Linked DNA regions of Gossypium hirsutum: region 1 is linked to region 2. A link is a contact called in public Hi-C data. All regions are on one chromosome and are shown on one strand. Each heading gives the region's core, a stretch centred on a gene start, on an enhancer-like site or on the middle of the called end of the contact. The rest is flanking DNA. Distances are from core to core; before and after follow the strand shown. Region 1 holds the start of LOC107951427. Region 2 holds the start of LOC107951434 (serine hydroxymethyltransferase 7).

The links. A called contact is a pair of places that touch in the nucleus more often than the background predicts.
Region 1: a contact with region 2 is called in a Hi-C map of leaf, with 2.6 times the contacts expected there. The contact joins the promoter of LOC107951427 here to the promoter of LOC107951434 in region 2. A contact is called at or near these places in 8 of 34 Hi-C or Micro-C datasets (callus, leaf and petal).

Annotation. Positions count from the first base shown.
Region 1 is chrA02:15,633,657-15,637,372 of Gossypium_hirsutum_v2.1, forward strand. It overlaps LOC107951427, which reads right to left and starts at 1,540. Exons shown (of 12, transcript XM_016886478.2): 1 at 1,089-1,540; 2 at 891-978; 3 at 699-798; 4 at 529-602; 5 at 375-446; 6 at 168-245. The coding sequence starts at 1,171.
Region 2 is chrA02:15,462,419-15,466,102 of Gossypium_hirsutum_v2.1, forward strand. It overlaps LOC107951434 (serine hydroxymethyltransferase 7), which reads left to right and starts at 1,947. Exons shown (of 5, transcript XR_005907764.1): 1 at 1,947-3,138.

The DNA.
Region 1 (3,716 bases), core at 290-2,789, 170 kb after region 2:
TAACCACATTAGCTATGTCTTTAAGTCTTGCAAAAGCAAAAATATCACCTGCATATTTGACTTGCAAATATCACCCTCTGTTTTTGGTTAAATCTCAATAACTTACATATCATAAAGATAATGTTGATAGTGAAAAAAAGCATATCAATTAGCACAGAAGCACTTACACGACGTTGGGGAAACAATTTGCATATCTGTTTTATGACAACCGATTGCTTGTGAAGACGTTCTGAGGTAATTGCCATCTGCAACTCAGATAATGTCATAAGTCAAAAGTTGTACATTGTAATAGACGAGAAAAACCAAAGAACCTAGCATAAACATAAATCTAAAACCTCATAAGTAAATAAACATAAAAGACAAATAGTCCTCACATGCCCCAGGCTTTGTGTGCAAATAAGATTGGGATAGAACTTTTCGAGCTTTTCCACACGATTCTTTTCCAACTGCAAAGATAAAATACCTATAACTATCATTCAGAAAGCTTTCGATTCTCGTGAAGAAACCGAAAACGAACAAAGTTAGTACCATGCCACGAGCTGATTTAAGCACTCCATACTTAACCTTTAACTCATGAGACACTCTCTCAATCTTAACCTTACCTATAATAAAGAACTGTTTATCAGATCCTAATAAATAAATATAAACAATTTTTTTCCAGAAAACAGAAATAAGAACTAAGGAGTAAGCATCAAAACCTTGAGCTAATTGTTCCTTGCTTCGACGAAGCTTCTCTTTCAAGTTAGTTAGCTTCTCGCTTTGACGAACTCTCCAATTCAGTTGATCATCAGCTTTCCCCTAAATAATAAAAACAAATCAAGACCAATCTCGAAAAGAGAAAAAGGCATTAATAAACAAATAAATTTCCAACTAAGTGAAAGAAATCAAACCTTTGCGGCAATCAGTTCGTTTAATTTTGAATATAACAAATCACGATGGTTTTTCAATGATTTTAACAAAGAATTATACTCATTTAATCTGCAAAGAACAGTTCATCGAGGAAATCAAAGAGCAAGTTAACAGCTTAAAATTTTAAATATTATAATATAAAAATATTTCACTTTTTTAGCGACGATTTTTTAACGTACCTGTAATTGACGCAAACGGCGCAAATAGAAGCGCGATTTGAATTGTCGCAAATAGCGCAGTTGCTGGCTTTCTTTGACATCATATAATTATAAATCTTCGTCTTCTTCGTCAAAAGAATCGAAAATCGAAATCCATAAAGAGAATATTAGTGTGGATTAAAATATAGGGATTCCCCCAGACCGCCGCCCCTTTTTTCGTTGTTTTGAAGGGTAAAGCGTTGCAGAGGTTGAGCTGAGATGGAGTTGACCGTCTATGATGAATCAGTCACCACCGGAGATGTACCACGACGTAGGAGACTGCAACTGAATACGACACCGTTTTGACATTGTGTGCCTGGTTTTTGTACAGCTTCGTTATCCGGACTCCGAGTTTTATGTAAATTAGTATGATATTATTTTGGTAAAATACCAGGGAAGCCACTGCAGTTAGGGAAGGATTGCATTTCGGCCTCTGTACTGAAGAAATGGGTAAATTAACCCTTATATATTTCGAAACTTACAAGCCCCTCTATTAAATTTTATTTGTTAAATAACAACATGCATCGTTAAATCATGCTGAAAATTATATTCTTTATGGATAAACTATAAAAATGGTTACCCAACTATGCCTTTCATTCTATTTTGGTCACTCAATCATTAATTTTTTCATTTTAATCACTAAAATTTTCGAAATTAAATATTTTAACCACTCTAAGCTCATGTGAGCTTTTTTTTATTGCTCTAGTAATAAAATTAGCCCTCTAATGTTTGCACATTCTATCAATTTGATGCTAAATATAAAAAATTTAACAAATTTAGCCTTCAATGTTTACAAAATTTGTCATTTTAGTTTTAATTATAAAAAATCCAATGAATTTGGCCCTCAAAATATAAAACATCTATCAATTTAGTCCTAACCCTAAAAATTTAAAAATATTTTTAAAAAAATATCAGTTTTAGCCCTTTATAACCCATCGACTATGTGAGATGTTAAAATAAGAAAAAGAATACCCTCTTTCGAGTCACTTGCAAAATAACTCTAAAAAGATTGGATAAAACACACAAAAATTTAAGATCCAAAAAAAAATGAAGGCATTAAAAACGTTATCTGTCTGGGTAGTAATGCAACCAATTATTCCATATAGGTTCTAAATCAATTAATTTGGTCCAGTGTGAAGCCTAAATTATAGTAAAAGAAATTGATGCGAGTGACTTGGAAGAGGGTACATTTTTTCTTATTTTAATATCTTATGTAGTTTAGTATATGGGTTATAAAGGGCTAAAAATAATTTTTTAAAATATATATATATTTCCATTTTTAGAGATAAGACTAGATTGATAGATTTTGTAAATGTTGAGGCCAAATTTATTATTTTTTTTAGAATTGGAACTAAAATGAAAATTTTTGTAAACATTGAGGGCTAAATTTGTTAAATTTTTTTTATATTTAGGATCAAATTAATAGAATATGTGAACATTAGAAGGCTAATTTTATTGCTAGACCAACAAAGAAAGCCCACATCAACTTAAAGTGGCTAAAATATTTAATTTGAAAAGTTTAAAGGCTAAATTGAAAAATAATAGTTGAGTGATCAAAATAGGATGAAAGGCATAGTTGGGTGACCATTTTATAGTTTACCCATTAAAAGATAATTTTCAACATGCAATTAACGTTCCAAGTCATCATTTAATATATAAATTTAACGAAATGATTAATTTGCACATTCTGAAATGTATATGTAACACCCCGAACCGTCTCCATTGTCGAATTAGGGTTACAGAGTATTACAAAACAATAAAAAACATTTAAACATTTTATCAATCAATATAATAATCACACCACAAACCATTCATACTCATGCACAACGTCCCTAAATCGAGTCCTCGAGGCCCTAACAATAACCTAGAAACAATTTGGGACCAATCTGAAATAATTTGGTAAGTTTAAGAAAAAGATGCAAAATTTTACAAAACAAGGATCACACAGCTGAGACCCCTGTGTCTCAGGCTATACAACAATTGAACTATGGACACACGGCCGTGTCCCAACCTGAGTTCACACTCGTGTAACTCTCTAAGTAGGGTCACACGGTTGTCTCACAAGGTTGTGTCACACACCCGTGTGCCAGGACGTCTAACTCTTTGAGTTGCCTGACACACTCGTGTGCCAGGCCATGTGTTAGGCTGTGTAACTTACTGGCTTACACCCTAAAGAACTCATCAGATGATACACAGTCGTGTATCTCACACAGTTGAGTCACATGCCCGTGTCTCAAGCCGTGTGGACCCAAAATGAACCTTAAACAACAAGTTTACCATTTCAAGCTTACCTGGACTCTAAGTAACCCATTTACCAACCAAAAGACCTATTCAAAGTGACATTAAACAAGATAAAAAAACATGCTAAATCAACCATCCTAAGTGCCTAACCAATGTATCCTCATTGATACCACAAGAATATACAATTTTACAACAAAAAGAACTATTATTCAAAGTATGATAAATCACACCATCAAACATTTAACCAATATGCCTAACATAGGCACCTCAATCACAACATTCCACTAACACATACCATATATTTGCACTAACACATATTCCTTAGTTCATTCATCATATTAGGTTAACTGCTTGTACTTAAGATCATAC
Region 2 (3,684 bases), core at 697-3,196:
TCCCGTTTGAATCGCGAACCAACCAGAATCGCGGTTGAAGTGCTAACCAACGATCGAAAAAACTGGTAAAAAAACGGTTGAAAGGATTTTTGAAATATTTAAGCTAAATTTGCCTAGGCCAAATCGAAACAAAAATAAAATAAAAGCCCACTGTTAAAATAATAAAAGCCTAGTGTTAAAAACTTAAAACTAGCACAAAACATATGTATCCAAACAAAAAAAATATTGTTTTAGGTTATCGTCATGACTTCATCAACCAGAGATTTCAGATTTGAGAGATGTTCAGTTTATCAGAGAAGAAAAACATTTGCCAAGAAGTAGCTTCTGACAAAAAATTCTCACGCTTAAGAAAGATTTTAAATAAATAATAATAATAAAAGCAAAGAAAATGGTGAAAAAGATGAACTCATAAAAAAAAAAATAGAAAGCAACTTCAATCTTTTAGGAAGGAAAAAAAATATAATTATCAGAAGGAAACTCAAATTGACGAAATTATATGTTTTTTTAAAATAAAATTTAAAGAAAACTCAAATGGATTATGAAATTAGAGTTTCTTATAATCATCCCAAATTGTCCCTTAGACAGAAAATAAATTTCTTTTCCATGGTAGTCCCCAAAAATAATTCCCAACACACTAAAATTCAAAACTAAAAAATAAATTCTTTGTTTATTGATATTTATTTTAATACGAAAAGAAAGAAGTTGAGATCTATTCAATTTTTTAGTTTCTTTTGCTCAAATCAATTGTTCTTTTCTCTCTTCTTTTTCTACAGTCTTGTAATTTGTAAATATGTTCAACCAGCAGTTAAAATTGATTCTGTCCAAAATTAGTCTATTACTCTAATTATAAAACCCTTGTTTTCAACTTTTAAATAATATTCATATTTTTTGGACGCTACTATTTGAAAATGTTACAATATTGAATGTTATTTATAATGGTTTTTTTTTATTTAATAGAATTATAATAGTAATTAAATGATTATTAATTTAAAATAATATCTATTAATTATTATAATTCAAACAAATAAATATAAAAATATTAGTAAATGTAATTTATGTCAAATGATAGCTTGTGAAGTAATGAGCATTCCTGTGAAAACATAATAAAAATTGGTTAACCAAGTCAAATGATAGCTATTTCGTCTTAATTGTTGGAATACTACTTCTTTTGAATATATTTTTATATGTTTAAATCGATTGTCATGTTGGAATATTACTTTTGAATTAATTTTTTATATGTTTAAATTGACTATTACATAACACTTCTAATTGTAGCTTGCCCCTTCCCCAAGATTAATATATTGGCTCCGCCACTTGTAATTTATAACACAAAAAATTAAACCTATAGTAGTATATGTTACCATGATGTAAACATTAAAAAATGTTAAGTTACTTATATATAAAATTTTAATAAATGAAAAATATATAAAATTATTAAAATTTAAATTAAAGTTAATATAAATATTTTAAAAACAATATAAGTAGGCCTCAAATTAGCATACGCCAATCATTTATAAATGTAAATTGATTTGAATAAAATTTTAAGTTATTAGTTCAAGTTGTACTGAATAAATATAAAATGTATTAATATTTAAAGACAAAAAAGTAAAATTGATTAAGGGAGAGAAAAATGAAAAAATATTTTGAAAGATAGAAAATACAATTTTATCATGATTTTCTAAAAACTAAAATTATTTGGTAACAATGGCAGCCTTCCATCACCAGAATTATTACATCAATTTTTTATCTGATTGTTTAAAAAGAATGAACCTAGCCGTCATTCAATCTGCATGAGTTTACAAACCAAGTGAACCATTCTTCGTACGCCACCTATCTTCCATTTTGTCCACGTGCAATCTTACCGGAACAAGCCGGTATGCCCTACTTGCTATCCCCGGTCAACAAAACGTTCCATTCTTCAAAATCTCATCTACCTTCATTCAACCACATCTTCGTCAACCACCTGTCTTCCGGTAACCCACCTCCCCTCCTTGCCTTTTCTAAGGTTTCAGTTTCAGGGACTCATTTGTAAACACACACGCAAAATTTATTTATACATATTCTATGGGAAGCTCTGTTTGTGCGAAGCATCGTTATTTCCGTTATTAGGAATTTCAACTCCTCGGGAAAAGTTCCCCCAAACACTTCAAAAATTTCCCTTTTAGGGTTTCAATGGATTTATTTCATACTAAATCGGGTTTGTCCCTGGGTTTTACTAAATCCTCCATTGCGGATGATCCGATTTCGCTTCAAATGGACACCACCTTTCGCTTCTCCGTCTCACCCGTTCCGTTACAGTTGTTCGAGGAAAAAGACGACGGCCACCGTGAAAATCGCATCGAAAGTGATGAAGAAATTAGGATTTGGGGGCAGTCTATGTGTGTGAAAAGACAAAGGGATCCTAAACCTCTTCCAAATCCTTGTAAACGGTTTGCTCCCGACCCCGGTCTGGACCAAAGACGAGCCGCGGTCAGGTCGTGGGGAAACCAACGGCTACAAGAGGCCGATCCTGAATTGAGTGAGATCATGAACAAGGAAAAGCAGAGGCAATTCTTAGGAATTGAGCTTATTGCTTCTGAAAACTTTGTGTGCCGAGCTGTGATGGAAGCTTTGGGAAGCCATTTAACAAACAAATACTCCGAAGGAATGCCTGGAGCGAGGTACTACACGGGCAATCATTTTATTGATCAAATCGAAAGCCTATGTCAAGATCGTGCAATGGCAGCTTTTAATCTTGATTCCGACAAATGGGGAGTCAATGTGCAGCCTTATTCGTGTACTTCTGCAAATTTCGCCGTTTATACGGGACTTTTATTACCTGGTGATCGGATGATGGGATTGGATTCGCCCTCTGGAGGGCATATGAGCCATGGATGGTATATGCCGGGTGGGAAGAAAGTCTCTGCTGCGTCGATATTCTTTGAGAGTTTTCCTTACAAGGTGAATCCTCAAACAGGGTTTATTGATTATAATAAGCTTGAGGAAAAGGCGCTTGATTATCGGCCCAAGATTCTAATTTGTGGTGGGAGTTCGTATCCTAGGGAGTGGGATTATGCAAGGTTTAGGCAAATTGCAGATAGATGTGGAGCTGTTTTGATGTGTGATATGGCTCATATTAGTGGTCTTGTGGCAGCCAAGGTTTGAAAATTTTCTTGTTTAAATTACTTATTAGTTTGATGTTTTGATTGTAGTTCAAAGGTTCTTTTCCACGAGTTAAGGTTTCTTGCAATTTGTTTGGTGGATAGGCTTGAGGTAAATTACTTAACTAGTCTAGAAAAAGTATTAATCACTTAGATACTACTGGGGTTAACTTACAAGCAGCATTGCTGTTGGTAAACATCAAGTAATGTATTACTGTTTGCCTGTCAAATATGCTTGTGATTCACACAGCCCAACCTTCGATCCCATGCAGACAGAACCACACATGCTCAGATTTACATTTAACAAAGACCTGAAAGAAAAGGCACATTACTTGCATTCTGGGGAGAAAGCTTGAGCTTATTTGGCAGAAACCAAATCCTGTCAGCCTGTGAATTTGTATATCCAAACAACATAACTTATTGATGTTGAACCAAGGGTAAACCTATCTATTAGATTTTTTGAGATGGACTGATTTATCATATACTATTATGAACTGTGAACTATCTGACTTTATGGATCTTCTAAAATTTTCTTTGTTTTCTT